Regions from separate parts of the Mus musculus genome. Here all the other regions are linked to region 2. Evidence: chromatin contacts called from public HiCAR-type, HiChIP or PLAC-seq and promoter capture Hi-C data. All regions are on one chromosome and are shown on one strand. The core of a region is the stretch at or near the end of the contact, and the rest is flanking DNA. Distances in the headings are between cores, read along the strand shown. Region 1 overlaps Sdk1 (sidekick cell adhesion molecule 1). Region 2 holds the start of Sdk1 (sidekick cell adhesion molecule 1). Region 3 overlaps Sdk1 (sidekick cell adhesion molecule 1). Region 4 overlaps Sdk1 (sidekick cell adhesion molecule 1). Region 5 overlaps Sdk1 (sidekick cell adhesion molecule 1). Region 6 overlaps Sdk1 (sidekick cell adhesion molecule 1).

What was found. Promoter capture Hi-C pulls out the DNA fragments that hold promoters and counts their contacts. HiCAR-type assays count read pairs that join an accessible place to other places. HiChIP or PLAC-seq counts read pairs in DNA pulled down with a chosen protein or histone mark.
Region 1: an H3K27ac HiChIP or PLAC-seq map of VIP interneurons shows a contact between it and region 2, with 8 times the contacts expected there. The contact joins the enhancer-like site here to the promoter of Sdk1 in region 2. A contact is called at or near these places in 6 of 39 promoter capture datasets (the 3T3-L1 cell line, cranial neural crest, embryonic stem cells and 2 more), 10 of 115 datasets of contacts at active chromatin or transcription factors (VIP interneurons, craniofacial prominence, embryonic basal ganglia and 7 more) and 1 of 9 other capture datasets (embryonic stem cells).
Region 3: a contact with region 2 is called in a HiCAR-type map of embryonic stem cells, with 7 times the contacts expected there. The contact joins the enhancer-like site here to the promoter of Sdk1 in region 2. A contact is called at or near these places in 5 of 39 promoter capture datasets (the C10 cell line, embryonic stem cells, hippocampal neurons and 1 more), 6 of 115 datasets of contacts at active chromatin or transcription factors (VIP interneurons, embryonic hindbrain, embryonic stem cells and 1 more) and 1 of 9 other capture datasets (embryonic stem cells).
Region 4: an H3K4me3 HiChIP or PLAC-seq map of neural tube shows a contact between it and region 2, with 4 times the contacts expected there. The contact joins the enhancer-like site here to the promoter of Sdk1 in region 2. A contact is called at or near these places in 9 of 39 promoter capture datasets (the 3T3-L1 cell line, the C10 cell line, HPC-7-derived erythroid cells and 5 more), 6 of 115 datasets of contacts at active chromatin or transcription factors (craniofacial prominence, embryonic forebrain, embryonic midbrain and 3 more) and 2 of 9 other capture datasets (adipose tissue and embryonic stem cells).
Region 5: a contact with region 2 is called in a HiCAR-type map of kidney, with 5 times the contacts expected there. The contact joins the enhancer-like site here to the promoter of Sdk1 in region 2. A contact is called at or near these places in 12 of 39 promoter capture datasets (the 3T3-L1 cell line, 3T3-L1-derived adipocytes, the HPC-7 cell line and 8 more), 13 of 484 Hi-C or Micro-C datasets (cardiomyocytes, cerebellum, cerebral cortex and 8 more), 11 of 115 datasets of contacts at active chromatin or transcription factors (craniofacial prominence, differentiating embryonic stem cells, embryonic basal ganglia and 8 more) and 1 of 9 other capture datasets (adipose tissue).
Region 6: a contact with region 2 is called in a promoter capture Hi-C map of hippocampal neurons, with 8 times the contacts expected there. The contact joins the enhancer-like site here to the promoter of Sdk1 in region 2. A contact is called at or near these places in 8 of 39 promoter capture datasets (the 3T3-L1 cell line, cranial neural crest, embryonic stem cells and 5 more), 1 of 484 Hi-C or Micro-C datasets (lens fibers), 9 of 115 datasets of contacts at active chromatin or transcription factors (VIP interneurons, craniofacial prominence, embryonic basal ganglia and 6 more) and 1 of 9 other capture datasets (embryonic stem cells).

Annotation. Positions count from the first base shown.
Region 1 is chr5:141,939,262-141,942,324 of GRCm38.p6, forward strand. All of the region lies in intron 7 of Sdk1 (sidekick cell adhesion molecule 1), which reads left to right. Among named protein-coding and RNA genes, the nearest start is that of Gm52792, 190 kb to the right of the region's middle. Within about 2 kb of position 1,535, at least 5 of the 459 cell types and tissues checked have an H3K27ac peak or open chromatin away from gene starts, as enhancers often do. A contact at or near this core is called in VIP interneurons, where this site is marked.
Region 2 is chr5:141,240,040-141,243,187 of GRCm38.p6, forward strand. Sdk1 (sidekick cell adhesion molecule 1) reads left to right here and starts at 1,495. Exons shown (of 45, transcript NM_177879.5): 1 at 1,495-2,053. The coding sequence starts at 1,810.
Region 3 is chr5:142,128,372-142,131,627 of GRCm38.p6, forward strand. The region is part of intron 31 of Sdk1 (sidekick cell adhesion molecule 1); the gene reads left to right. It overlaps Gm52792 (a long non-coding RNA gene), which reads right to left. Exons shown (of 3, transcript XR_003955822.1): 2 at 2,908-3,021; 3 at 423-1,558. Among named protein-coding and RNA genes, the nearest start is that of Gm52792, 4.7 kb to the right of the region's middle. Within about 2 kb of position 1,785, at least 20 of the 459 cell types and tissues checked have an H3K27ac peak or open chromatin away from gene starts, as enhancers often do. A contact at or near this core is called in embryonic stem cells, where this site is marked.
Region 4 is chr5:142,178,419-142,181,450 of GRCm38.p6, forward strand. All of the region lies in intron 40 of Sdk1 (sidekick cell adhesion molecule 1), which reads left to right. Among named protein-coding and RNA genes, the nearest start is that of Gm52792, 45 kb to the left of the region's middle. Within about 2 kb of position 1,428, at least 26 of the 459 cell types and tissues checked have an H3K27ac peak or open chromatin away from gene starts, as enhancers often do. A contact at or near this core is called in neural tube, where this site is marked.
Region 5 is chr5:141,856,251-141,859,710 of GRCm38.p6, forward strand. All of the region lies in intron 5 of Sdk1 (sidekick cell adhesion molecule 1), which reads left to right. Among named protein-coding and RNA genes, the nearest start is that of Gm52792, 280 kb to the right of the region's middle. Within about 2 kb of position 1,716, at least 20 of the 459 cell types and tissues checked have an H3K27ac peak or open chromatin away from gene starts, as enhancers often do. A contact at or near this core is called in kidney, where this site is marked.
Region 6 is chr5:141,884,696-141,887,953 of GRCm38.p6, forward strand. All of the region lies in intron 5 of Sdk1 (sidekick cell adhesion molecule 1), which reads left to right. Among named protein-coding and RNA genes, the nearest start is that of Gm52792, 250 kb to the right of the region's middle. Within about 2 kb of position 1,461, at least 9 of the 459 cell types and tissues checked have an H3K27ac peak or open chromatin away from gene starts, as enhancers often do. A contact at or near this core is called in VIP interneurons and hippocampal neurons, where this site is marked.

The DNA of each region.
Region 1 (3,063 bases), core at 285-2,784, 700 kb after region 2:
AGAAGCCACTGCTGACAGAGAGTGCCTCAAAGGCAGCTTCACTCCATCTCTTGTCAGAAATGAAAGGCATTGAAATGGACGGGGGAAAGGCCTCTCCAGAGAATTACTCCTTCAATAACACTTTTTTTTTTTTTGCAGTTTGCCATTTTGCAAAAAGAAAAATGCAGATAGATTTCTATGAAATTAGCCAGCACCGAGCAGCATTGCATAGAAGGTGGTTGCCCTGAGCAGTCTCTTGTCTGTTAGCCATCAGGACAGGGGTTTGCGCTCTCCCTGTGACTTTGCTACATACAGCCCACCAGCAACCTCCAGAGCAGGTCATGAGGGTGATCAGAGAATCAGAGCCATGGGGCAGAGTCGCCAATCACTGCTGATCCCACCCGAGGGTCTGAGCTCTGGCTGCCAGTGCTAGATATAGATGTGAAAATCATATCCCATTCTCAGCAGAGACTTCCATTGGGCTTGATCTATGGCTGTCTGAGCACAGTCCATTATAGATTGAACCAAAATTAAAATTTGTTATGTGTAAATCTCTGGAAGACAGGACTCTATTGTGTTAAAAAACATTTTTAAGGTAATTTAAACAAGGGAGGAAATTTATCTCCCTATAAACTGGGAATGTTTGCCTCTATCACCATTCCTTCCTCGAGTATTTAAATCTATCATCCTAACTTTGATCTCAAATTCACATCAGAATCGGTTTTTGCATTTAGCCCTTACCATCCCTCATGTTCTGGCTTGGAAAGGTACGGGAACACACTCCAGTTCTTTTGTCTGTAGATGAATGTATGTGTGTGCACATGTTCGTGTATGTTCAGACATTGAATGCCTTCCTCAGTCACTCTTAACCTTATTTTGGGGATTTAAAAAATGTGTGTGTGTGTGTGTGTGTGTGTGTGTGTGTGTGTGTGTATACAGCAGCCTGTGTAGACCCAAAGAGAGTGTTGGTTCCCCCAGAGCTGAAGTCGAAGGCAGATACCAGCCTCCTGATGTGGGTGCTTGGAGCTGAACTTGGGTCCTTTGCTAGAACAGTAAATTCTCTTAACTGCTGAGCCACCTCCCTTAGTTTTTGAGACAGGGTCTCTCACTGAACCTGTGATTGCCATTTTGTCTAGTCTGACTGCCGAGCCTCAGGGATCCTCCTGTTCCTACCTGCAGCATCCCTCTGTGGTAGAGTCACAGGGACACACTGTCATGAGTGCTGAGGGCACACACTCAGGTCTCCATACTTGTGCAGTGAGTACCTCACCACTGAGCCACCTCTTGTCCCCAGCACTTTCTGTCTGAATAAGTTTGGCTTCAGTCCCCTTTTGTTTAGAAGTTGTTGTGACAGATGAAATTTTGTGGTTGGGTCACACTGGAGAAAACACTGAAGAAAGCATTTCTGTTGATTCAAAGGACTCAGGGATTGTCACCAAGCTCGGCCACCACATCAGGGAGGGATTCCGAGCAATCGTGACCAATCTACCAGGCTGTCACCAGCAGAGCTGGGCAGAGAGCTATTGATATGAGCATGCAGATGAATGGAAGCGAAAGGAATAGCCTTCCAATTATGGATATTTCACACTGATGAGACGAGACAGACGGCAGCGGCTGTTTGCCCTGCCTGTCAGCTTCCAGCCGAATTGCTCAATTTCTGTAGTCTAAACAGGACTCCAAGCTCTGATCACTAGAAGGTGCCTGGCATCCACACTGTAGAGCCCTGAGGTCTGTCCCCTGACCCCCTCACTGCTCAGTTGTCCTGCTGTCCCTCTTTCCTCCTGACCTCTGCTGTGACATCTCCCTGCTGGCCAGACTCTGGGCCATTGCTCTGACACTCAGAGGCTAGTGTGTAACATGACCGCTGCCTCCCTATGGTGTACAACTTTCTGCTCTGCTACCACCTTCTCTTTCTTGGTGGCATCTTTCAGGCATAGGAACCAACTTTACCCACCATGGGGGGGGGGGGAGTGCTGGTGCTGCCCCCCCCAGGAGAAGCTCCACCCCTGCATCTGCTGATAGACTGTGAGCTTTGCTACTACTAACCATGCAGTTCTATGCTGGAGATTGTCCATAGTCTGCAATGGGCCTTGCCTCTTCTTGCTCTCTAAACAGTTCAGCCATCTCCCAAGCACTGCCTCTGCCTCTGCAGCCAGTGTCTGGGGCCAGCTTTGTTGGAGGCAAACCCTGGATGGTGGCCTCAGGCTGTGAGCAGCTGTCTGTGACTGACCTATCCATCCTTTAGCTTCTGACAAGCTTGCCTGTCAGTGAGACTAGGTGTCCCTTGAGAATCTCCTGGAAGTCACTGTGCAAGAGTCTCAGCTCTGCTCTGTAGCAGTTGGCACATGGTAGCAAGGTATGTGGCAGGGAGATATAAGCATAGGTTTTAGGGTTCATGTCTGACTGTATGGGTACCTGGTCGCTGAGCTTTAATGAGTGTCTTTGATATTCTTGGCCTTGGTTCTGATCCCTGACATGGAGAGGTGGTAGGTAAGGCTACTGTCTGAAACAAGGGAGAGTCAACAAAGCAAGCTCACCATAAAAGTGCTGAAAGAATGGCTTCACGTGTCATTAGCATGACCACCATAGCACGTGTTGCTGGCTAGTGAGTGTCTATGTCATATTAATGAGTGTATGTGTAACATCAGTGAGTGTATCCATCACACTCTTTTTACACTAAGAGCCATGATGCTCTCGCCATCCTTGGAACATTGGTAATTTGGTCAGGATAAAACAAAGGATGGCAACTGTGATGGCTGGCTTTAACTGTCCATGTGACACACTCTAGTGTCACCTGGGAGGAGTCTCAGTGAGGAACTGGCTGGTTCAGGTTGACCTGTGGACATGCCTGTCAGGGATTGTCTTAATTAAGTTAATGGATATAGGAAGACCCATCCTAAAGCCAGCAGCACCATCCTTGACTCCAGACCCTGGACCGTGGAGAAAGCAAGCTAAGTACCAAGTATGCATATGGTTGTTGTCTCTGGCCTTGGCTGCAGCTATGACCAACTAGCTGCTTTAAGTCCAGGAGTATGAGGCAGCGGGTCATACTGCATCCTCAGTCAGGGAGCAGAAAGAGATGAA
Region 2 (3,148 bases), core at 245-2,744:
AGCTTGTAGAAATCCACATAGTTGGCAACAGAAATTTACAAATACCACCTTCCTCCACTCCTGCCAGAATCCACTTGTTCTCGGGGTGCCATCGCTGAGGGGACACTTCTTTTACCTAGCAACCATTGCCCATTTAGAAGCCCTGCCTCCCCCCGCACCCCCCCTCCCCCGCCCCAGAGAACAGTGAATATTTTAGATGCAGTTTTTATTCCTTTGCTTTTTCATAGCATGTGTAGGAAAGGGCAAAAGGCAGAGACTGGGTCTTCAGATAGAGCTCATAACCCACCAATTTTATCTGGGCGTCAGTTTCCCCACTTTTCCTTAACTGTTAACACAGGCAGATGTGTCAAGAGGCAGCTCAGTACAGGGACTCTGCAAACAGGAATTAGCGCTAACTCACGAGTCTCAGCCCCTTGCCTGGGGCTTTTTGTTAGCAGGGACAATCATCAATCACAAGTACTTGTAAGCTGACACAACACACTTCCTAGGGAGCCAGCCCCTGGCAGGGCACACTCGCTGTCTCTTTGGCCTTCTAGTCATATATGACCTCACTCAAACTCCATCACAAGCTCTCCGATAACTCCTAAAAACGCAAGACTGGACTGTTACCCGCCTCTCTCTCCAGTTTCCCTCTCACAAAAGTCCCAGCCTCTAGGCTCCAGCGTGCTTAGTTCACCCTATAAACTCAGCTAATGGTTACCACATGCTGCTGAGGGTCCGCGCCCATCCCGACCTCTCCACCCCTGCAGACTCCCCAGGCCCTGGGATGTCCGATCCTTGACGCTGCAGGTCCTTCCTCCAAATCCTCCCACGCACAGCGGGAAGTACCCTGTACTGTGGTCCTGCTGGCCACGCATGACCTTGGACACTTCTTCCAAAGCCATGTCCACTCCTCAGAATAGGTTGCGTCTTTGCGCCCCACGGTGCTTCTGATTGCTGGGAATTGAAAACTCGATCGCGCGCCTTTCTCCTTTGCAATGACAGCAACTTGGCTCGGAACCACCCCAGCATCAGAGTCCCTGGCTGGAAGCAGGAAGGCTCCCGGGACGCATGGAGGGGCGTGCCCACTGGCCCTCCGATCCCTAGTCCCTCGGGCTCAGTAGGGACTGCGGTGCCAGGGGGCCGCCACACCTGGTGTCGTCCCACCCGCGGGACGTGCAGCTCAGCCCCTGGGGTCTCCCGGCAAGGGAGCAGGCACCGCCCCGCCTGAGCACGCCCCGCAGACAAGCCCGCCGGGGAAGCGCGTGCCGAGACGGCGCGCCGGCTGCAATCCCCGCCGCGGGTCCCTAGGGGGCGCAGCGGGCGCGGGAAGTCGCTCTGGGCCCGGGCACGAAATTGCAAGCGGGCGGGCGCGGCGAGTTTGAAAACAAGCGAGCGCCGTGGGGGCGGGTCCCAGGCGCGAGAGCCGCCGGGCTCGGCCAATCAGATGCGGGTGGCGGGCGCGGGCGGCGCGTGCGGCCGGGCTGTGAATGGGGCGCGGCGGTCGCGGCGGCCGAGGCGAGAGCCGGCGCGCGGGCGGGCGCACTTTCTCCTCAGCGCCGGGCGGGGGCGGCGGCGGCAGAGGCGGCGGCAGAGGCGTTCTGCTCAGCTCCCCTCACAGAGCGCTGCGGGGCCGGCGCTGTGCGGCTGCGAGGAGCGGGGGCGACGTGCTGGGCATTTCCTCGCTCGCTGACAACTTCTCCTCGACCCGGCTCGCTGCTCATCGGAGCCCGGACGCCGCCCCTCGGCGCTCGCCGCTGCCTCAGCGGGTCTGCGCGCTCCCGCCCGCCCTGCCCGTCCCGCGGCGCCCGGGGGTGGCGGCTCCGCGGCATGGCCCGCGCCCGGCCCTCGGTGGCGGGCGGCGGAGTCGCGGCGCCCCCTGAGCGAGCGGGGCCCGGGCGGCCGCGGAGGAGCCGGACCGGTCACCACTGCGACCCCGAGTGCCCAGGGCTGCGCGCAGCGCCCAGGACCCCCGGGCCGGGCGCGGGCCGGCGGGCGGCAAAGTTGAGGCCGGGCCGCGGGTGGTGGGCGCTGCTGTTGCTCCAGCTGCACTTGCTGCGGGCGCTGGCGCAAGGTAGGTGCGGGCCTGACCGCCGAGACACCCCCGAGGTGGACTTTGTGGGTGCCTCCCGGGGTGGGCTTTAGGGGTGCGCAGTCCCGGGGTGGACTCCTGAAGCGCGCGCCGCCAGAGGTGACACCCCAGGGGTGGACTTTGTGGGCTCCACCTGGTCTGTATTATGAGTGGACATCTCTGAGGTGACTTTGCAAGTGGACACCTATGGGCTGGGCTTCAGGGGTGCACAATCTTGGGGTGACAACCCGCAGTGTACTTTGTGGGTGCTACCTGGGATAGACTATGTTGTGAGTGGGTATATCTGGGCTGAGTTTCAGGGCTGTGTAGTCTTAGGGTCACACCTTTGGGATGTACTATATGAGTGGAAACCCCTGAGGTGACTTTGCAAGTAATATACTTCTGGGCTGAGGTTTAGGGGTACACAATCTTGGGTGACACCTTTGGGTGAATTTTGTGGGCACCACTTGGTATGCATTATGACTGGACATCTCTGAGGTGACTTTGCAAGTGGACACCTATGAGCTGAGCTTGAGGGGTGACACCCTGTGGTATACTTTGTGGGCACCATCTGGGATGGGCTATGTTATGAGTGGATACCTTTGGACTGAGTTTCAGGGCTGCAAAGTCTTGGGGTGACACCTTTGGGGTGAACTATATTAGGGGTGGACATCACTGAGGTGACTTTGCAGGTAGATACCTCAGGGCTGAGCTATAGAGAGTTACACAGTCTTGGGGTGACACCTCTGGGGTGAACTATGGATGCATACCCCTTGGCTGGGCTGTGGAGGTGCACACTGGAGTCTTGGAGTGGGCATCACCTGGGATAGACTGTATTAGGATTGAACATCCCTGGGGTGGACTTTAGAGATGGACACATCTGGGCTAGGCCTTGGGAGCATGAAATTTTAGAATTCACACTCCTGGGATAGACTGAGTGATCATTTCCTAGATTATATGAATACACATGGTGGATTTTAAGGTTGACACTCCTGTGGGGGTATATTCAGCTTTGAGTGGGCTAGGGATAGATATCTTTGGGGTGTACATTGGGGATGGATAGATAGTATTGGAGTAGACAACCCTGAGCGGATCCCT
Region 3 (3,256 bases), core at 535-3,034, 890 kb after region 2:
GATGGATACTGCATAACTCCCAGATCAGCCTCAAAGCCCAGGCACTTAGTGCAGCCACCAGGGCTTTGTGGTAACTCCCAGAAAGCTCTGTCTTTTCCATTTAACGCTCCAGTGCAATGGTTTCCAAATGGGCCAGGTCCCAGCTGCCTGGTCCTGTGACCTCACACCATGTGTCCTTGCTCCTCCTCCCCACTTCCAGACCCTTCAGAGCCTGGAAGTTTAACTTGTTCTACACAAAGTTTCAGGCCACCTCAGGGACTAGCCCAAGGATGGAGATAACCCATTGCAGCTTCCCAGCTGCACTCAAGATGTTTGATGCAAAAACAAAATAAAAACAAACAAACAAAAAACCAGAGAGCTCTCACCTCCACAGGAATGGGAGATACTTTACGTGGGAGTCAAATCTGAGTGACTGTGGTCCAGGGAAACACGGATTCAGGTTGCCTTAAATTCTGTATTCCAACATGATAACAATTCCATACAGTTTTTATAGTAGCTGAACAAAGGAAATTTTAAACAAGAACAATTTTGCATCAATGTGTGGAACAAATTGGTGGGAACACCAGGTAGGTAAGATATGGTAATGTTGACTCTACATCTCAGACTTATCTGGTGACATTTTTAGCCTTTGAGTTAGGGAAGCTGGGGTCTGTTTATACATTCCAAAAGGATTTACATAACAGTCACAATGGTGTTAGATTGCGCACAGTGGTAGGGAATCCATGGTTATTTAGGGACTAAGATAGCCAAAGATAATTCAGCTCCCTGACCTGTAACATTCCAACTTTCTAGGGTCACAGAAGTTGCAATGGTTAATGTAGATAGCCTTTTTTTTCCCCTGAGAACTTCAGCTAACAGAGAGAATTTGCTGCAAACCCAGCATCCATACTGTTGTGTCCACTGGGTCTGGTCCTGATGAAAAGGACTCTAGGCTTCCCTGAATCCCTGGAAAAATGAATCCTGTGCTCTCATCCTGAGAGTTGATGAGATCCTGCTTGCAGCTGTAGGGGCCAAGAAGCAGCAGAGCTCAGGAGAGAAGCGGTGACCTTGTACAGGAAGCTGGGTGGGTGGCCCAAGGCGCCTGGCAGGGCAGGTGGGAAACAGCAGACACAAACCCCCTTCACTCATTGCTAAGAATATGTGGAGGGAGAAAGGCTATCAATGAACTCCTTTAAACCTGAGGGTGTGCTGACTGGAGAGAAAGTCCAGCGAGCAGCGTACTTGTTGCTCAAGCATAAGGACCTGGGTTCAAATCTCCAGCACCCATGTTACCAAAAAAAAAATCTCAACAACATTTGTAACCCCAGCAGGTGAATGGGGGTGGAGGTGCCAGGGCTTAGCTAGCCAGTTTAGCCAAAGTGGAGAAACTGTGGGTTCAGCAATAGACTTTCAAACTAAGGTAGAGAGCAGCGAAGAGATATCCAGCTTTAACTTCCAGCCTACGCACACTCCCCTGAGGACCAGCATGGGGCATAAACATGTACACATATGCATAGAGTCTACACACAAGAGAGGGGAGGGGGTGGAACAAGGGTAGAAAGTCGGCATCAAAGGAAACCTGAAAAAAAAAAAACCACATTCATTTTTATCTTGCATCAGACACAATGGAGAGAATATTTGCAACAGTGCACTAATTCTTAGAAGAAAGGAACCCAGACACCTAGCAGGCTGCTTTCATTGTTGGGTTATCTCTGACAAACAGGGAGCACGGGATCCTGACAGGCTCCCAGCGACCTCAAGGAATAGGCCATTTCTGAAAAGCTATTCAAGGACCTCTCCAGACTCCCCAGGCCCCTTCTTAAGCCTTTGATATTCAAATGGAGCTTTTGAGGCTCCTATCTCATCATCTTCCTTGTCTGAGACTTGCAATTTCCCTTTGTGGGTGGATTTGCATTGTGTTTGTGGCCCTTTGTCTCTCTCTGTCAGGTGGAGATTGACTGGCAAGACCAACCCTACCACAGCTAGAAGAGGGAGGGGCTTCTGATGACTCTGAGTGACATTTTCTTTTTCTTATGTTAGGGATGGGATCCAAAGCCTTGCAGGTGTTCACCCCAGCCCCTCACTGGGGGATTCTAGGCAGGGGTCTACCACTGAGCCACACCCCAGCCCCTCACTGGGGGATTCTAGGCAGGGGCTCTACCACTGAGCCACACCCCAGCCCCTCACTGGGGCATTCTGGGTACTTACTCTGTAACTAAGCCATTCCCTTAGACATTGTTGGTTTTGGGTTTTTTATCTTTGTTTTGTTTTGTGCTGTTTGACAGAGATTCAGTTATGGCACAAGCTGGTCTTGAGTTTGCAGTCCCTCTGCTTGTGCTTCCAAAGTCCCCAGGACCCCAAGCATAGTGGTCCCTGATCACCATTTTTTTGTTGGCCGTTTTGTTTGTTTGTTTGTTTGTTTTTCGAGGCAGGTTTTTCAAGGACTATTTAACAGTCTTGGCTACCCTGGAATTCATTTTATAGACTAGGCCGGCCTTGAACTCACAGCGATCCACGTGTCTCTGCTTCTTGAATGTTAGAATTAAAAGTGTGCACCACCACTGCACAGTCCACATTTCTAATTAACCTGATATCTATCCACTGCACAGGATTCTTGGGACGGATAAAGGTCCACATTGATGATAGTATAAGGTCTAGAGCAATGGTTCTCAACCTTCCTAATACTACAACCCTTTGATACAATTCCTTATGTTGTGGTGAACCCCCCCCCCAACCATTAAATTATTTTCATTGCTACTTCATAACTGTAATTTTAGGCAACCCCTGTGAAAAGAGTCATTCAACTCCCAAAGAGGTCACCACCCATAGGTTGAGAACCACCGGCCTAGAGGGTGACACTAGGGTCCACATGTATGGCCAAGTGTGGATGGCCTGGAGGACTCAGAGGAGAATCAGCCTGGGACAAACCTGGGATGTGAGGTAGACAGAGCCCGGTACACATGTGAGGTCAAGGACTATGCCCAATCCTGTCTAGCTCCATAAGCACTTGTTGGACTGGCTCTTCTTGGCACTCGGGCACAGCTGAGGAGATATAGAGGATCAGTTTGGTAGATAAGCGAGGACTATGTGATCTGGAGAGGGCAAAAGGGCCATGGGGAGGAGGCCTCCTACACCTGATACATGATAGGGTTCTGCTTTGGTCCAAAAGCAGGCTCAGCCATGGCAGGAACCAACCCAACCTTGTCCTTCCTGAGACCAGACCAAACCACTACAGCGTCCTGGCTCACAGCCAGATGCCGTTTGCCTTGCTAACTGG
Region 4 (3,032 bases), core at 178-2,677, 940 kb after region 2:
AAATATATATTTAGGACGCACCCAAGGCGGGCAGACATTGTGGTGTTGTTCTCACAGATGATGCCTTAGCCTGCAAGCAAGGGGCGGGGCCTGTACACCCTCAGCCCTCCTGGGTGCACCCCAAGCCCTTTCCCATTCATTGTGGTTTTCAGTTCTTGGTGGGGTGAGTTTTAACTGAACAAAGAAGAAAATCAATAGTTCCCAGCTGGGCATGGTGGCCGACCTGTCTTCCCAGCATTCCAGAGGATAAGGCAGGAGGATGGTGAAGTCTAGGCCAGCCTAGGCTACCTTGATAGGCAGACCCAGTTTCAGAAATAAACTAGTACCGAGCTAGGGAGATGGGCTCAGTTGATAAAGTGCTTGCCATTGCAAGCATGAGGCCTGGAGTTTGATTCCTACAACCCGTGCTCAATAAAATGAAATAAAGTAAAATAAAATAAGTCAGCAAGCCACTGAGAGACACTGCCTCTAAAACCAAGGGAACAGTACCTGAGAAATGACATCTGCACAGGCACACATGTACATACATGCATGTGCACACACGATAGATAGATAGATAGATAGATAGATAGATAGATAGATAGATAGATGATAGATAGATAGGTAAATAGATGGATGATAGATAGATAGATAGATAGATAGATAGATAGATAGATAGATGATAGATCTCAGCTGAGGCTCTGCATTATGTCAACACACATACACACACACTCTTTCACCCTCCTCTCCACCCCCATCCCAAATGCCTGGGTGTCCTCCTTTCCTGTATCAGTCTCCTTCACTGGCCCTCGCTGCCTTGAGACACACACCCGAGTGCTGTCTGCTACCTTGGGCAAGGACCAGACAAAAGGCATTTTTGTTAGCAGCTGTATTTAGCCTGTTGTTTAAGCCTCAGCTCCTAGCTTGACCATTCATACAGAGAGAAAAGGCAACACTTAAGAAATAAGCAACTGCCAGGCATCCACCCGCTCAGCACTGCAGGCCGCCAGTCGGGCTGTTGGCTGCGTGACTTAGTGGTGAGTGACAGTTTCCATTCAGCATGGAGACCCTGCTTAATTGGCCGTGAAATCAAACTTTTGTATTGGCACGCCGTCTGCCCTGATACCTACAGCGCTTATGCCTGGGCGTTGGAGGGATACATCCAGCAAAGGCCCCTTGGTCATGCTGCACTGGACTCTGTCTCGGTTCAGAGAGGATTGGGTAGCCTGTGAACAAATGCATCTCCTACACTGGGGCTAGGGAGATGCAGGCCTGGAGAGCTAGAGCTGATCCACTCCGTCCTCTAGAAACAAGCATCGCCTTTGGCAGCGGCTGGGTTTGCACCAGAAGAGCCCCTCTGAGTTTAAGACCTCCGTTCTTCCTCTCTAAGGGTGAGCAGCACAGCGGAGGAGGAAGATCACAGAGTCTGTGCTCTCTAAGGGACAGCCATGCAGAGAACTGAACTCCGCAGTTCCACTCTCCTTTGTGAGACCTTAGGTCTGTGGTGACAGCGACGCTTCCTTAGGAACAGCCGCAGTTTCTATCCCGGTGCTTCCTTGCTGCTTCCTTAAGACCTCCAGGCGGACTTTCCCTGACAGTACGCTAAGAAACAAGATTGGCAATCCAGGAACCGGTTACCAGTGATCTATCATGGGGGAGTCCATCAGGGCAGAGTATCCAGGCGTCGGTCCCCCTGAGGATGCATCCAGAGATCACTCATTTTAGATGCAAATATCAAACACCTGGGGATCAGTCTCTCAGGGGTCGATTTATCCTAAGAATCGGTCACCAGGAGCCAAGTCGCCCATGGTTATCTTGTGATGTTATCAGAGGGTTAGGCATCTGGGGACCAGACAAGAGGTCAATCTGACATGTGTTAACTGTCAGGGATCATCTAAGAGACCCACCACCTAGGGGATCTGTCACCCAGAGACCAGTCACTCGGGGGACTGACTGAGAAGTCACCCAGGAAACAAGTCAGTCACTCAGGGGACCAGCTATACAATAGGCCTGTCACCCAGGGGACCCATCACCCAGGGAACCAGTCACCCAGGGAACCCTGTCACCTGGGAATTCATCCTCACAGATCCATCCTCTAGGGTTAGCCGGTAGAGACCTGGCCTTGTGTGTGAGATGTGTGATGTGTGGTGACTGGTGGGTCACCTGCATTCACTGCCCAGGGTTCTCTTGTGATAAACACAGCCATGCTGTCCTCTCTTGTTCTGACTGAGATGGAAGGCCAGGCACTGGGGATCTTCCCAGTACAAGGAGAATCAGTCCCACAAATCTCATTATTGTTAATAGTTCTGTAATGTTATTTTTCTCACAAATTTGTGGAGGTATTTTCTCCATCACTGATTTATTGAGATATTTAGCAGCATAATAAAAATGAGAAAAACAACTCGCAGTTGGGAAACAGTGGCTGCTCCCTCAGCTGCCAAGGGTTTTTTTTTTGTTTTTTGTTTTTTTTTTTTAACCCACTGGTGATCGCTGTGTAAATATTGGTATGGATAAATAGCGCACTGAATTATAATCCGAGTATGATATGCTAATTTTTGAAGGCAGAATTAAGCAAAATAAAAAATGCAAACATTTTCTGCTGATAATTCGGAGGGAAATTATCTTGGCGCCACACCACCCTCCCCTGCTTTCTGAGTGTAAGTGGATGGCTGAATAAATGGCTCAGTGTTGAGATCCTATATCGATATTTTAAAATGTTTCTATAAAATACGCACAGAGTTCCTGGAGCTATGACAGAGCTCTTAAAGTCAAATATAGTCTTTGGGTGGCGACAGACGTGAAGGTGATGGCGTCCATCCCTAGTGACTGCAGAGCGTTAAGGAAGCATGGATGCAGGGCACACTGAGAGAGCTCCCCATAAACACGTGTCCCGTAAGCTGTCCCTTCCTGGAATGTGGGTTGGAGTTGGGCAGGGCATGTTCTTGCCTTCTCTCTCCCTCCTGTCCATGAACTGCACATAGCCTATGAGAACAGAGACTCTCCTGACCAGCGGAAGGGCAGAAGAGTGTCCTACCAGAGTGGGCCCTGAATAT
Region 5 (3,460 bases), core at 466-2,965, 620 kb after region 2:
TGTCCAGCATTAATTGCTTCCTAGGGGTTCAGACTCAGGTTCTCACATCTGTACCATCAAAACCTCACAGTTATCTCTTCTGCCCGTATGCTCTTTCTTCTCCTGGTTACCCTTCAGGGCTGCTCTGATGGGAGTGTCAGGCATCCTTGAACTGCACTCAGGGCTGCCGAAGCTTTCTTGAAATACAGGGTGTATCAGGCACATGGGTAGTCAAGCAGGGCTGTGACAACCTGTAATAGCTGGTTTAGAAAGAGACCTGTAAAGGAACTGGCAATTTCCAAGAGCTGGCTGCTTCAGCACTCAGCCCTGCAAACTGCTTAAGCCCGACTACATGGCTTCAAGTTACCTATAACTCATCCCTCCCACTTAGGAGAGAAGGCAGAACAGGTGCACTGCACTGCGCATGTCTGTAACTGGTCTTTATATTCACATACCCTTAGGAACACTCTGAGCTCAGCTTCTGCCTCAGCCCTCTGCCACTCTGGACTCTGCCCTGGCCCCTCTCTGGTTGCTCAGTGAGCTTGGGGCCTGCTGCTATTTTCCCCCTCAATTCTGACTCCAGAGCTTGCTCCTAAGAGTGCCACAATGTTTGTGTCCACAAAGGAGCCCACTCCAAAGACAAGCTAGCAAGTGTCACTGAAGATGTGAAGTTTTGCAGGTCGCAGGCTGAGAAGGTGGGTCATGCTCAGTGAAGATGGACAATGGTGCATACACAGCATGCTGGGCGATGGAGAGGCAGGGCATGCTGAGTGATGAAGAAAGGTGAAGGATCTGAGTGATGGACAGATCAGGTATGCTGCTGGTACACACAGCTTTGTGTGCTTTGACGGAACCAAGAGCCCACTTCAGGTCCATGTGATGACCTAGGATCTGGGTTCTTTGATCCCTTGGCTTTCAGCCTCAACTTCACCAATGCCATAAACAAGGACTTTAGGGCAAGTAGCTGGGCTTCAGTATCCCCGATTGGCTGTCCTCAGCCACCCATCCCTAGACACCGATTAGAGACAAGTGGTGATGGGAAGCAGAGGAAGGGGATTCATTCAATGTGGCCCAGGACAGAAGCACAAATACTGATGTCCAGTGACTCCCCTAAGTCCATCATCAAGGTTCTGGCCTGAGCTTTAGGTTAAACTAGAACAATTGGGTGGGGCTGGGGGTGGTAGGGGTGAGGAGAAGTGTACTTACTTAAGCAGTCCTGGTCAAAGTGGGGTCTACAGACTATCATCTCCATTAGGGTTCCTCAAGGTGGCCCAGAGACATCGTTTTCATGAAGGGACAAACTGGCCCTCAGGAGGTCATTGCTCCTGCTCCAGGTACAGCCTGATCATCAAGACGACTCTCCTTATCTGGTGCTGGCTGAGGGAGGTTATTTTGATCTGTCTTGCAAAGATTTGCTTTTTGGAATATAAAAAGTGACTCAAAGAGCCAAATGTTATGTTAGGGGACGGGAGAGGAGAGAGGAGAGGGAGAGAGAGGGAGCAGTGATTTGAATCAGCCTTCAGGCAGAACAGCAGGGGTCTAAAAGAGAGTTTTAGCCCTACTAGACAAGCAGTGGGACTACTTGTAAAGTCTCTGAGCCAAGGGAAGCTCTTGCACCAGGGGGAAGTAGGCTTAGTTAATCTGTGACTTGCACTAAGTGACAGGTAAGGGAGCAGGGGTGCTGGTACTCTGTGACAGGGTCACTGTTCACTCGCTGGGTAATGGCATGGGACTTGGTTAATGTGTAACCCATGGGATGTGACAATATTTAGGCTGTTGCAAGCCCTGGGAGGCATGGGGTGGGTGTGTTGGGTGTGATCTTGCCTGTGCTGCCCTATGGGCTAAGGGTCTGGTTATTACCTGTCAGGCAGGCTCAAGTAAGGAGTCCCTGCTTCCTGTTGTTGTTGCTGCTGACTTCTAATGTATACATTTGTTCCTGTGTGTGTGTGGGTGTGTGCATGTAAGTGCAGTGTCCTCAGAGGCCAGAAGGAAAGCTGGAGTGACAGGTGATTGTGAGCCACTGAACATGAGTGCTGGGAACTTAACTCAGGGCCTCTCTGTAGGAGCAGCAAGCGCTCTTAACCACTGAGCCATGTCTCCAGCCCAAATCCATGCTTCTTTAGCAAAAGCGGTTTCTTGGTACCTGTTTCAGCAGTCACAGAAGCCCTGAAAATGACACACCCCTGCTGGGCTTTTTCACTAACTCAGCCCAGAAATGATAGCACCATGGATTTCCATTTCAGTAGCCAAATCCGTGCCCCAGCTCATTACAAAGAAGCTTAGATGTGCAGGCTCCCCTGTGCCTGGCAAGGGTGGAGAGGGACCACTGGATATTAGCAACCCCAGAAATGCCTTCCCAGGAGGGCTGGATAATAATTAAGCAATCATGATCAAGGCTGCCTAGGGCTTTCCTGGGGTTTTCTAAAAGGCTAGAGGAATCTTGCCCCAGGGCTGTAAATGTCAGTTGCTCATTAATTCCTCAGAAATGCCTAGAGCTAAGACTGCTATTTCTAGTAGCGTGCATTTGTTCTGCTATTTAACAAAACAAAACAAAAAAAAAAAAAAAAAAAAAAAGCGTGCCTTGTCATGTACCTCCAGACCTGGCTATTCTTTGGGCAGAGAAATGCGGTTCATTTCAGGCATCATGTTAGTTGTAGCATCTCCTCCCCCTCCTCCTACCAAGTCTTATTTGGGGATAAATCTCATCGCACGGAATAGCATCACGGGCTAGAAGCCAGCAGTTGTTCTCACAGCTGTTTCAAAACCTAAGCAACTAAAACTGCATTTGAATGTTTATTTGAATAATCCTTTTCTCCCCAGCAACTGAGGTAGGATCTGCCCACCCTAGGCCTGCAAATCTTTATTTACAGTTCTGTTCTCCGTGGGCTGTGTCTCACAGACAGGGCCTTGTCAGTTCATAGACTTCTCCACCTTAGCTTCAAAGACGCTGTCCAAAGGATTCAACCAAAAGAGACCCACAGTTGTAGAGAGTCCTTGACTGTATTTTATTTAAATGAGCAAGACTGGGTTGTTTCTTCTTCTTCTTCTTCTTCTTCTTCTTCTTCTTCTTCTTCTTCTTCTTCTTCTTCTTCTTCTTCTTCCTCCTCCTCCTCCTCCTCCTCCTCCTCCTCTTCCTCCCCTCCCCCTCCCCCTCCCCCTCCCCCTCCCCCCCCTCCCCTCCTCCTCCTCCTCCTCCTCCTCCTCCTCCTCCTCCTCCTCCTCCTCCTCCTCCTCCTCCTCCTCCTCCTCCTCCTCTTCTTCTTCTTCTTCTTCTTCTTCTTCTTCTTCTTCTTCTGTTAATAAAAGTTGCCATGCTTCCTGTCTGGCTTGCCTATATGGCCCCCTGATGCCTGTAGAAACTCAATAAATTCTAGTCTCAGATCTGGTCTGACTGGCTGTGTTGCAAATATCCCTGGTTCTAAGCAAGAATGAGTCACCACCCCTTACTGGTGCTATCTCCTGGATCTTTCTCCTTCTTGAT
Region 6 (3,258 bases), core at 211-2,710, 640 kb after region 2:
AGATATGGTAGCACCCACAGACTCTGCACTGCCAGTGCTTCCAGCTTCCCTCCATGTCCGGAAGCTGCCATGGTCCTTGTGCTTGGCCTTCAAGCAGACCCTCAGGTGGTGGTGTAGTCTGGATAAGAGTGCCCCTCAAAGGCTTGAAAAGGCTCCCATGTTGAAGATTTGTGTCTGGCTGCTGATGCTCAGGGCAGTGATGGGATCATCAGGGTTTTGACCTAGTTGGTTGATTAGTCCCTTAACGGATTCATTGATCCATGAAATTATTGGGAGGGAGATGGTAGACCTTAATTCTGGTGGGAGAACTTAGGTCACCAGAGGCTTGCCTCTGCAGTGTGGCAAGTATCTCCACACTCCTCCTCTCTGTCCCTGCTTCCTGGCTGCTGAGAGATGGATGTTTCTTTTTTCCCATGCTTACACCATGATGATCTAGACCATGGGCCAAAATGTCTAAAGTCTTGACAAAAAGAAGAGGAAGGGGAAGGGGAAGAGGAAGGAGGGGAGGGGAGGAAGAAAGGGGAGGGGGGAGGAAGAGGAAGAGGAGGAGGAGGAAGAGGAAGAGAAAGAAGAAGATGAAGAAGAAGAAGAAGAAGAAGAAGAAGAAGAAGAAGAAGAAGAAGAAGAAGAAGAAGAAGAAGAAGAATTCCTCCCTGAGTGTTTCCTCTGATACTCTGTCCTGTGCTGAGAACCTAACTTAGGCAGAGACACTCCAGGCTAATCCTGCTCTGGCCCCAGCACAGGTACCAGGCTGCCCCACATGTCATGGGTTCACAGGTGTGCCATGCTGCAGGTGAACAGCGCCGGGTCAGCCTGTATCCGTCCTCCATCCTCCTTCATGATGCCACTGTGACCTCTGCTGAGGCTGACAAGGTCAGTAGGCAGCTCAGGAACATGGCTGTTGGATCCAGACTGAGGCCTGACAGATACAAGTCCTTATGAACATACGGGACCTCCATCAAGTGGAATTATTTCCAAGGATGAACGAAGATGCATTCTCTTAGTAAGAATATTTTAAAACTTAACTACTTCCCTGGATGCTCTGTGATTAAACCACCCTCTCTCCCTTGCCTGGCCTACAATTTTGTCAGCCCATCTGCAGGGCTTGCTTTAGTGAGGGCCCTCTTCACGCCTTAAACAGCCCCTTTCAGATAAAAGTTAAACAAAGGAAGGCAGCACACACAGCCTTGAACACACATCACAAGCAATAAGAATTATTATTTCTCCACAACCTCCCACCCTCTGGAGTAAGCAGAAGGGGCCAAAGGCTAGGTTCGTTTAAAATGAACAAAAATAGTGCAAATATTGATGTGCAAAAGACTGTCTGAAAGGACTGTTACCTTTTTGGTGATGGTGATGTGGAATCCTGTTTATTTGCAGGGACAAAAAAAAGGGAAAAAAGAAAAAGAGTCAGTGTGTGAATAGCCTCCTGCGTGATGCTGCATCAGCAGATGGCTCTGCTCTTTCCCCTGGAATGTGCATGCTCCGCGCTCTGTTCCTGGGCCAGCAGAGCTTTAGTAAAGAGAGGATCTGTGCATTCAAAGGGAGAAAACAAATGCAGAGGGTTCTGCCCACCACTCTCTGTAAAGGCTTTCTGGGTTGGGGAATCCGCGTGCGTAGGGAAAAACGGCTGCCTACAGCAGAACGCTGCAAAGCAGGCCGCTGGCCCTCATCCGTAGACTCTGTGTCCTGAGGGTGCTGAGATCCACTCACACTCCCGAGGTCACAGAGCACTGAGCAGGTGCGAGACACGAGAGACACAACACAGGTGTGTCAGGTTAGACACCTCCCTGCTTTCCAGAAGCATTCACAGCTCACGAGGAAGGCTGTCTCAGGCCCAGGCCTGTTTCTCGTTATGTTTCTATTTTTATTTCAAAACATTTGTAATGTTTTTTATATTTACTTGTTTGTGTGTGCATACGTGCCTGTGGGCGTCAGGGGACAGCTTGTTGGAGCTGTGAGACCCAGGATTGACTTGGGTTGTGGGGCTTGGCAGAAGTCACCTTTATTCACTGGGCCGTAACACTGGCAGGTTTTAGTTTTAATTTCTTGTGAGTGTGCATGTGGGTATGTATTCTTGAGGTGAGGACTGTGAATGCATGCGTGTACCCCTGAAGGGAAGGCTATGGGATAGTCTTGGGTGTTGTCCCTCAGGTACACCTCGCTCTTTGCAGACAGGGTCTCTAATTGTCCTGGAACGCCTCAAGAAAGCTAAGTGCCTGGCCAGTTAGCCCCAGGATTCAACATGTCTCTTCCTTTACCAGACTGTGATTACAGGCCCAAATCACCATGCCCCACTTTTAATGAGTTTTAATGTGTTCTATAGATCAAGCTTTATAGCTCACATTAGTGTGGCAAGCTCTTTAAAGACAGAGTCACCTCCCCAGTCCCCACACCTGTTTCTTACACAAATGTGTCACATAGGTACAGGATGGGAGGTGTGGATCTGGGCATTCCCCACTGCCCTGTAAGTCATCTTCAGTCAGTTTTCAGAAGGCCACTGAGTCACCCATTTGGCCTTTCTTCCTGAACACCTGAAGACTCTCCTCCTCCTCCTCCTCCTCCTCCTCCTCCTCCTCCTCCTCCTCCTCCTCCTCCTCCTTCTTTTCCTTCTTCTCCTTTTTGTCTCCATCATAATCAATTATCCAGAAAAAATCGATTATTCAGGCCGTTAACTCTCCAATTAGTCTGGATAATCGACATGCTATTGTACCCCATAAACACAGCACACACTGAGGAGCCAGGCAGGCTTCTTCTCGGGGCTCTCGGGAGCTTCTCTCAGGTCCTCTGCCATGCTGTTGGCTCCCTTTCCACTGTGTCACATATGTGACGCAAGGCTTTTCCAGACAACAACCGCCCTGTTCTACATTCCCAGCTCTGAATTTTATGGGTACTCGAGTAGCCTAGCCAGGGGATTTCTGGAGGGTCTGTCTCTTTCTCTATGTGCATACAAGAATGCATGTACATGTGTGGAGATGCATGTGGAGACCAAAAGACAATTTGGCCATTTCTTTGATGCCAGATACCTTGACCCAGAGTCTCACTCAGGGACCGGGAACTGGGAAAAGTCTGGCATAACACATTTAGTGCATGCTTTTCAGCTCCCCTCATGCTGCTGCACAGCACTGTAATGCACAGTCCACCATGCCATGATGTACGTGTGTGTGTGTGTGTGTGTGTGTGAGAGAGAGAGGGAGAGAGAGAGAGAGAGAGATGTGGTCTGTGTGTGATGTATGCATGTGTGGTGTATATGTATGT